2 separate regions of the Danio rerio genome follow, and region 1 is linked to region 2. Evidence: chromatin contacts called from public Micro-C data. All regions are on one chromosome and are shown on one strand. Each heading gives the region's core, a stretch centred on a gene start, on an enhancer-like site or on the middle of the called end of the contact. The rest is flanking DNA. Distances are from core to core; before and after follow the strand shown. Region 1 overlaps zmiz1a (zinc finger, MIZ-type containing 1a). Region 2 has its middle 85 kb from the start of rps24.

Region 1 (4,203 bases), core at 1,087-3,586, 240 kb after region 2:
TTCTAACACATTTCTAAACATAATAGTTTTAATAACACATTTCTAATAACTGATATTTTTTCTTTGCCATGATGACTGTAAATAATATTGTTCTATATATTTTCAAGACACTTCTATTTAGCTTAAAGTGATATTTTAAGGCTTAACTAGTTTAATTAGGTAAACTAGGCAGGTTAAAGTAATTAGGCAAGTCGTATAACGATGGTTTGTTCTGTAGACTATCGACTGTTCTGTATGACTTTTCTGTTGGATCTAACATATTCAGCAAATCATCGTCTTTTTAGTTTGTCTGAAAATCCTTTGTATTTTGTAGTTTAGTGAAGTATGTTGCAGTAAAATAAAGTTAACAAAGGTCAAAGCTCTTAATGCAACTGTTTTCATTTTAACAAAAATCATCCACTCATTCCTAATGTTGGGATCAGAAGGAAAGAAATGCGAAGGCTGCATCTTGTTGTTTGTTTGCCTCTCTTATTATTTACCTCAAATCAGAGGGCGGAGCTAAACAGGTAGTAGGCATTGATGACCATCTGTGGAGGCGGGGTTTAGATACATAACTAAATAATAACTAAAAACAAGATGGTTAAAGTTCTTAAACTTACAGAATATTCTTTTAGTACAATGCCCACTTACTATATGCCAAATGATCAAGGGAATTTTAATTTGTCAGTTCATTACCCCTTCAAATTACAGAGTCCTTACAGCAACTTTACTGTATGTGAGGAACTGACAAAGAATACTGTCATTTTTCCTCTCCAACTCAAGTCGCTAATCTCTTTTGTGTAGTTTGAATATGTAAACTGAAAAACAAAATAGGTGTGGAAACCAATTTCACTTTACTTTTTTCATGGAATAAATAAAGACATGCATGTGTGAGCTGTCCCTGAAGTGCAGTCTGTGGTAAAAACACCTCAGTGTGTGTGCGTGTGTGTACACATGTGGAAGTGTGTGTGTTCGTTAAGAGAGTGTGTGTGTGCTCGTTTACATTCCCCCAGCAATAAAGGCGCTGGAGACAGCTGAGCAGTCTTCATAGTCATTACTGGCTGATCGATTTAGAGAGGAAAGAGCCAAGACAGACGTCTGTCTCTCTGCAGCAGCAGACTCAGAAAGAGAGAGAAACCGAGAGACTCATGACACCACCCTCTCTGTTCAAATAGCCAGAGCAGGTTATTTTTTTTCTCATCTACTGTCTGTGAAGTAGATTTAGAGAAGAAAGAGGGGCATTGTTCTATGTATGAACGCGTCTTAGGGGAAAGGGAATATTTTATAAGGTCCCTTGCAGAATCTGTTTGATGGCAAAGTAAGACTAGAGGTGCAGCACTACTGAAACAGTCCCTGGCTTTTGTTTGTCTTCTGTATGCAGTCTGGAGCATGCTTTATTTATTGCTGTCAGGAGCATGTATAATATGTTATATTACATGGTAATATAATTTTTCAAGGCATATTTATATAGGAATTTTATTATTTGATTAGAGAAAAATGTATTTAAATGCTAATAATTACATTATGCCACTTTACAATTTGACATATTATAAATTTAAAATAAAAACTTTTCAGAGAAAATAAATAGTTCTCAGGGTGTTTGCCTTTTATTATCATAATTCATTTCCCCCTTGTTTTTAGCAATAGGTCAATACAAGATGTTAAATATAAGAACCTTGTTAGCATAAAATTAAAGTGTATTAAAAGAAAAGAATATCATGACAGGATAACCTGGTTTTAAGTATTATTTTTTGGAACCTAAAAAAGTTATTTTGTTCATTTTAATTTCATTACATTGTTTTAATTAAATGGCTTGTTACGGTTAATACATGTCAAAAAATATGACAGTGACCATTTACAATGACAAAATCTATCAAATTTTCTTACAAAAATGCTAGTCTATAAAACACACAACAGTTATTTGATAATTAATTATTGTGAATCTAAATTTTACTCTTGCCATCAATGACTCAGCTAGTAATGACTATCTAAATAGTGTCAGTTGCAAAGTGTGAGGGGCATTTGTATGAAGAGCACTTAAATGCAGCGCTACTTCAGCCATATGCGGCGTGTAGAATCGATTAGACCAGGATCTGGCTATGTGCCAACTGCTGCCATCCCGAAACGACTCCATCACCATGGCGAGAGGCTCATTTTGTCACCCCTCACAGGAGTAAAGTGCTGCCAGGACACATCCCCGGCATGACTCACTGTCCTCAGCACTGATTTTCATCTTCCATTTCTTGCTCTTTCTCTCCCCGTCTTCGTCATTCTGCCTTCACGACAGGGGAAGACAGCTCTTCTGTGGTAGGATCGCTGCTCAAAGTGCACTGCAGACCAAAAGCATATGATCCTATGAGAAGCATAATGACAGGCTGTTAAAGACGATCCCAGGCACTCGTGCATTTCTACTGTAATAGTAGTGACCTCTAGTGGCGAAGATATGAACTGATTAAAACATTGCAATATTTTTGACATCTTTCTCACCATTGTTTATATTAGGGGTGAGCTGTTTATGGATTGCCACAATTGTGAAGTAATACTATTTAAACACATGTGAATCAGATCAGGCAAAATCTTTAGACTAAGTAGAAACGTCCGTGCTGGTTAGAGCTAAACTCCAGACACTTCAAAAGTGGGACAAACCTCCAGCTTATTGAGGGTTAGAGATTTGAACAAGCTGCTAACCCTAAGAAATACCAACATTTAAACATAAGTGATAACTCAAATTGTTATACTTAAGCAAGAGATTGTGCAAAGCTATCAGTTTTATGATTTACACTAAAACAGATGCCACATTCCATAGATTTATGCTTCGTTTACACGGCAATTCTATAGCCAAAACAGGAAAGTTTTTCCCCTGTTTCACGTTTACATGACAACATTTTGAAAACGATATCTTTACATAATTGTGAAAGCAAATAAAACTTCTGTATAACATAGGAAAGGCCAGTATTTGGCACGGTCTCCTTAGTAAACAGTACCTGTAGGTAGGTAATGATGTGCAGTTGGGGGTGAGGTAGAATTTGCCATATTTGCTAGATGTGTCTCTGCTGTCGGCTGTAATGTGAAGTAAATCCATACTTTGTATTGCCAAAGTCAAACACTTTAGCAACAACACTAGCACATATTCCAGCGTTATTTTTTGTTTTCGCTTGCCTTTGATCTACACCTAAACATTAACCATGCACACGCATTGTTATCATTTTTAAAAACTCTAATTTTCAGGTGTTTACACTGACACAACGGTGCCATTTTCAAAACAAAAAAAAAGTCTTTTTTGAGACCCATTTTGAGTCTCTATAACATCATTGTCATGTAAATGAACAGGTAAAATCTATAAAAAGTTTCGAATATTTTGCTAAAAACTTGGTCGTGTAAACAGTCTCTTAGATTAAAGGATAGACCTATAGAATAGCCTTCCAGCTGCATAATAGCACAGTGGACAACAAAAATCAGAACAGTTTAGAAACAACCTTTCCCATCATGTCAGTGAGTTTTACTTCTGCTAAATAGCTAAAATGAGAAAGATTGCTGTTAAGCTAAAATGTGCATGGTGTCCTTGCCAAAGATCTTTGCTGATCTGCCGTTCTCTCTGTTTGTTTCTTCCTCTAGCTCTCCTATCGTCCTGGTGCGAGGAGCTGGGACGACTGCTTTTGTTGCGGCATCAGAAGAATCGTCAGAGCGATCCCCAGGGCAAAGTACCCTTGCAGCCACCCATGAACTCCATGAAGCCCTCGCTCTCACATGGGTCAGTACCCAGACAAAACTCCACCCTACCCTTACCCTGTTGCTCACGGTACCATTCCAGCACTGTTAAAACTCACAGAAGTCTTGCCCCTTCCTGCGTTCTCAGAATGTCCTCTTAAAATGAAGTCCTAGTGCACTCAACCAGCACAGAGTTGTTTGTTTTTATGTGCCATGTGATCACGATTGCTAGGCTTTCCCAAGAAGCCATTTCATTAACAGCTCTGTAAACATGACGACATCACTGCAGATATCATTTATTCTCAAAACATTTCAAACAAGGGCAGATAAAAACTTGATAATGTAACATTACTCTCAAATACGTCAATTGAAAGTTGGTATTCTATAATGCATAGCCAGAGAAAACATTACTGTGCTAGAGATAGGAGTGAGGTTAAGGAGATTCACTCGCTTAGTGATTTTTTTTACAGAACATTTTGTGCTTCAGGGCTGGCGATTGGCCTCCTAAACAAACAT
Region 2 (4,536 bases), core at 795-3,294:
CAAGCACAGGGTCAGAAACACAGATCAGTCCGAAGCAGGGAGTATGGAACGCTCAGAAATGACAGCCAGGCAAATCAAGACTTCGCAACGAACCGGAGCGTGAGTGTGGTATATATACACGAGAGCTGATGAGTTGCACCTGGACCGTAATCAGTGCCAGGTAGCAGGGCTTATGGGATTTTGAGTCCGTGAGTCGAATCAGAATTCTGGCGATGGTTCCCTCTGGTGGTGCACAAGAGGGTTGGCATCGCCCTCATTTACAACACATACTTCAAAATACCTTATTTTGTGTTCAACAGCAAAAAGAAACTCGTAAAGGTTTGGAAAAACTTAGGCAAGGCAAGTTTATTTATATAGCACATTTCATACACAATGGTAGTTCAAAGTGCTTTACATAAACAAGACTAAAAGCAATAAACAAAAAAATAAATAAAAACAAATTAACAAAAAGTGATTAAAACAGATAAAAACTAGATTAACTAAAGATTAACTAAAGATTAACATGTAAAACAGATTTTTAAAAAATGAAAGAGTGACAGATTTTAATGAAATGAAAGACGTGTCAGCGCGATCTGTCGGACGTAGCACAGTGCTCATTCAGTAAAGGCACAGCTAAACAGATGTGTTTTCAGTTTTAAATTAAATGTGCCTGATTTTGGGGCACATCTGATAATTCCAGCTGCTGGGGGTGTAGTAGCTGAAGGCCGATTCACCCTGCTTTGAATTGGAATCGCTCTTGGAATTTCTAGTTTAATTGATTCTAAAGATCTGTGTGATCTGTTGGGTTTTTATTCAGTGAACATATCTGTAATGTTTTGAGGTCCTAGGCCATTTAGGCCAGTGTAAAAACCTGAGGACAGGTGTGATGTGCTCTGACTTTCTGGTTGTGATCAGAATCCTGGCAGCAGCAATCTGGATGAGCTGCAACTGTTTGGCCAGTGAGGAGTCCATTACAGTAATCCACCCTGCTGGTGATAAAATCATAAACAAGTCTTCACTGGAAACAAAGCATCTAATGTTTTTGAGATGATAGTATGCTGATTTGCTTACAGCTTTGACATGACTAATGAAATTCGTATCTGCCTCCAGAATAACACCAAGATTCTTGGCCATATTTTTTGTTGTTTGACCCTTAGTCCAGTTAATTTATCCACTTAGGGTGAGTAAAAGTCCTCAGGACTAGTTTTGTGAATGTACATGTACATTTAATCATTTGGAAAACACTTTTATCCAAAACACCTTACAAATAATGAGTTTAGAATTAAAGCATCAAAAGAACAACATGTATAAAATATATAACAATAAGTATAATGCAGTATTTATTGCAGAGTTATTGTCATAAGTCTAGATAATTTCTAAAGATAAATACATAAAAATTAGTCAAACAAAATCAAAGCAGTGTGTTATTTATGTACTCTATATAATTGTCAAATTGTGCAGTTTGAGTATGATTGATTTGTATTTATTTTTATTTAGAGATCAAATCTAATGCCGGTCGGATGATTTTTCCCAGATTAATTCCAGCAGCCATTGAATCAAGAGGGAGTTTAGCCGTCTCTTAATTTACTCTGAGAGCCACTGAGTAAGATGATTCTCAAGCAACTTGTCTCATGTCATCTAATGGAGATAATTAACAATCAAACCGAATATGACAGTGAACTTTACTCTCTCAGCCGCTCCAAGTTCAAATGCTAAAATTAGCCTCTAGGGAGTGCCGTAAATTCATTTTTGTGGAATTCAAACACACACTCACACATAAATAGGCTAAATTAAAAATTAACATCTTGTGCAGCAATAAATCTGAATATACTGCAGTTATTTCAGCGGTGGAACAAAGAGCCCAAACATCATACGTCTTGTTTCATCCTCTTTTGCTAAAAGAGGGGCAAATAAAGCGCGTCCAGTATTGGCTCTTCATTAAGCTCCAAATAAACCTTAACTTAGTCTTTATGTCCGTCCCCTACCTCTCCTCCTCAATCCTCTTTCTCCTCCTTTCTCTTCCTTCCTACATGGCCTGAGGGAGCAGTTAGCTCTCTGAATGCTCTCGCTCTATTGTGAGCTCACATTGATTGCCTCTACCCTCTCCAAAGCCAGTCGGGCCAGTCAGCATGGGGTACAGGCTGTCTGCTTTATCCGCCGCGGCTCACATTTTTCTGAGAAATAAAAAGAGGGGGAGAGAACCTCGTTCCTCCTCCACTCCTGCAAACAGAGAACCAGATGCATCTGTTTTACACCCCCCCCTCTCTTTTTCTCCCTCTCCCGCCTCTCCTCTCAGTGGCTGTACTCTAAAGGGAATCAATAGTGTACTTAAATGGATTTCTCTTGTGTCTTGTTGTCAAATACGTTGTGCACCTCTGCCTTTCTCCGTGTGGGCTGATCTTTGTGTGCTGCGGTAACGTCTCAGTGGCGCTCATTTATATGCCCTTGATCTGCATTTCCGCTCTTTGTCTGCTTTACACTTCTGTAATATCCTTTACACCTACCCAGTTAATAGTGCTTTGGCACAGTCGCTTGTGTTTCCTCTAAGGAGGTCTGTGAGGGCGATAGAGCGCTGTGTAAAGGAGCTGTAAATAATCTGCGAACGCTCAGTCTGTGTGTGAAAGCTTATGTCAGCAGAACTGAAACTCTCCTTCCATCATGTAGCTATGAAGTCCCAGCAGCATCAATCATTTCCCCTGTGATTGTCAGGGAATTAGCTGAGCTGTGGCGCTCAATGGAGAGTCGGCTCACGTCAGCTTGGGTCCAAAAGAGCAGCAAAATAGGGATCGGCGTCCAAATTGTCTTGTTATTGTGTTTTTTCGTTTGGCCTTTCGTTTCAGAGGGAAGTAGCTATTAACATAGTCATTTAAACACCTGCAAGAGCATTTAGGACGCTATTCGACACACAATGCTGAGGTTGAGTGCCATTCAGAGTTGAATTGGATTTTTATTTCCGAGTCAAATTCAATTCTTAAATTTGAAATGAGCTGGCAAACAGGATGCAGAATGACAGTACGTTTCTACTGGATGTGAAATAAATACATGAACTAAAACTGAACTTAAAAATTAAAGTAAAATATAAATAAAAGTAAACTTTACAAATGTGCTAAAAGATGTTGAACTATATGTTGGCTTTGCAATATTGACTGTCTCATCCTAAGGTTTTTGGAAAAAAAAAGTAAAAAGTGAAACTGCTGATCAACTGGGATTTTCATGCACAACCATTTCTAGGATTTACAGAGAATGGTCCAAAAAAGAAGAGAAAAATATCCAGTGAGGGGCAGTTCTGTAGGCACAAATGCCTTGTTGATGCCAGAGATCAGAAGAAAATGGCCAGACTGGTTTGAGCTGATAGAAAGGCAACAGTAACTCAAACACGTCCAACCTTGAGACAGATAGGCTACAGCATCAGAAGACCACACCGGGTGCCACTCCTGTCAGCTAAGAACAGGAAACTGAGGCTACAATTCGCACAGCTTCACCAAAATCAGACAATAGAAGATTGGAAAAACACTGCTTGGTCTGATGAGTCTCGATTTCTCCTGCAACATTTGAATGGTAGAGTCAGAATTTGGCATCAACAACACCAAAGCATGGATCTATCCTGCCTCGTAGCAATGGTTCAGGCTGCTGGTGGTGGTGTAATGGTGTGGGGGATATTTTCTTGGCACACTTTGGGCCCATTAGTACCTATTGAGCATCGTGTCAATGCCACAGCCTACCTGAGTATTGTTGCTGACATGTCCATCCCTTTATGACCACAGTGTACCCATCTACTGATGGCTACTTCCAGCAGGATAAAGCGTCAAGTCATAAAGCGCCAATCATCCCAAACTGGTATCTTGAACATGACAGTTAGTTCTCTGTACTCAAATGGCCTCCATAGTCATTAGATCTCAACTCAATAAAGCATCTTTGGGATGTGGTGGAATGGGAGATTTACATCATGGATGTGCAGCCGACAAATCTGCTGCAACTGCATGGTACTATCATGTCAATATGGACCAAAATCTCTGAGGAATATTTCCAGTACCTTATTGAATCTATGCCATGAAGGATTAAGGCAGATCTAAAGGTAAGGTCCAACACAGTACTACAGTAATGGCTGGTGGGTGTACACATAGATGGATTCTGGGTGCTCCGGTTTCCCCCACAAGTCCAAAGACATGTGCTATAAGTAAATTGGGTAAGCTAAATTGTCTGTAGTGTATGTATGTGATTGAAAGTGTATGGGTGTTTCCCATTGATGGGTTGCAGCTAGAACGGCATCCGCTGTGTAAAACATATGCTGGATAAGTTGGCGGTTCATTCTGCTGTGATAACCGTTGATCAATTAAGGAACTAAGCAGAAGAGAAAAATTAATGAATGAACATTAGGATATTACATATTTATTAAAAAACATTTAGAATATTTACACAGCTATTCATGTTATATTTATTTTTATTTGAAATATATGGAGTCCATTTAAACTCTACATCTGTACACAAATTTAAAAATTATTTTCTATGTTGATTCTGCAAAATAACTAGACTTTTTACTAGATCAACAAGTTTTGA

Evidence for each region. Hi-C and Micro-C count contacts between places; a contact is called where the count stands out from the background.
Region 1: a Micro-C map of caudal fin shows a contact between it and region 2, with 4 times the contacts expected there. The contact joins two enhancer-like sites. A contact is called at or near these places in 5 of 18 Hi-C or Micro-C datasets (caudal fin, embryo, fibroblasts and 2 more) and 3 of 4 datasets of contacts at active chromatin or transcription factors (caudal fin, embryo and gastrula embryo).

The regions. Positions count from the first base shown.
Region 1 is chr13:33,942,020-33,946,222 of GRCz12tu, forward strand. zmiz1a (zinc finger, MIZ-type containing 1a) reads left to right here. Exons shown (of 22, transcript NM_001113339.1): 5 at 3,595-3,730. Among named protein-coding and RNA genes, the nearest start is that of ppifa, 22 kb to the right of the region's middle. Within about 2 kb of position 2,337, at least 25 of the 62 cell types and tissues checked have an H3K27ac peak or open chromatin away from gene starts, as enhancers often do. A contact at or near this core is called in caudal fin, where this site is marked.
Region 2 is chr13:33,704,482-33,709,017 of GRCz12tu, forward strand. No RefSeq gene overlaps it. Among named protein-coding and RNA genes, the nearest start is that of rps24, 85 kb to the left of the region's middle. Within about 2 kb of position 2,045, at least 36 of the 62 cell types and tissues checked have an H3K27ac peak or open chromatin away from gene starts, as enhancers often do. A contact at or near this core is called in caudal fin, where this site is marked.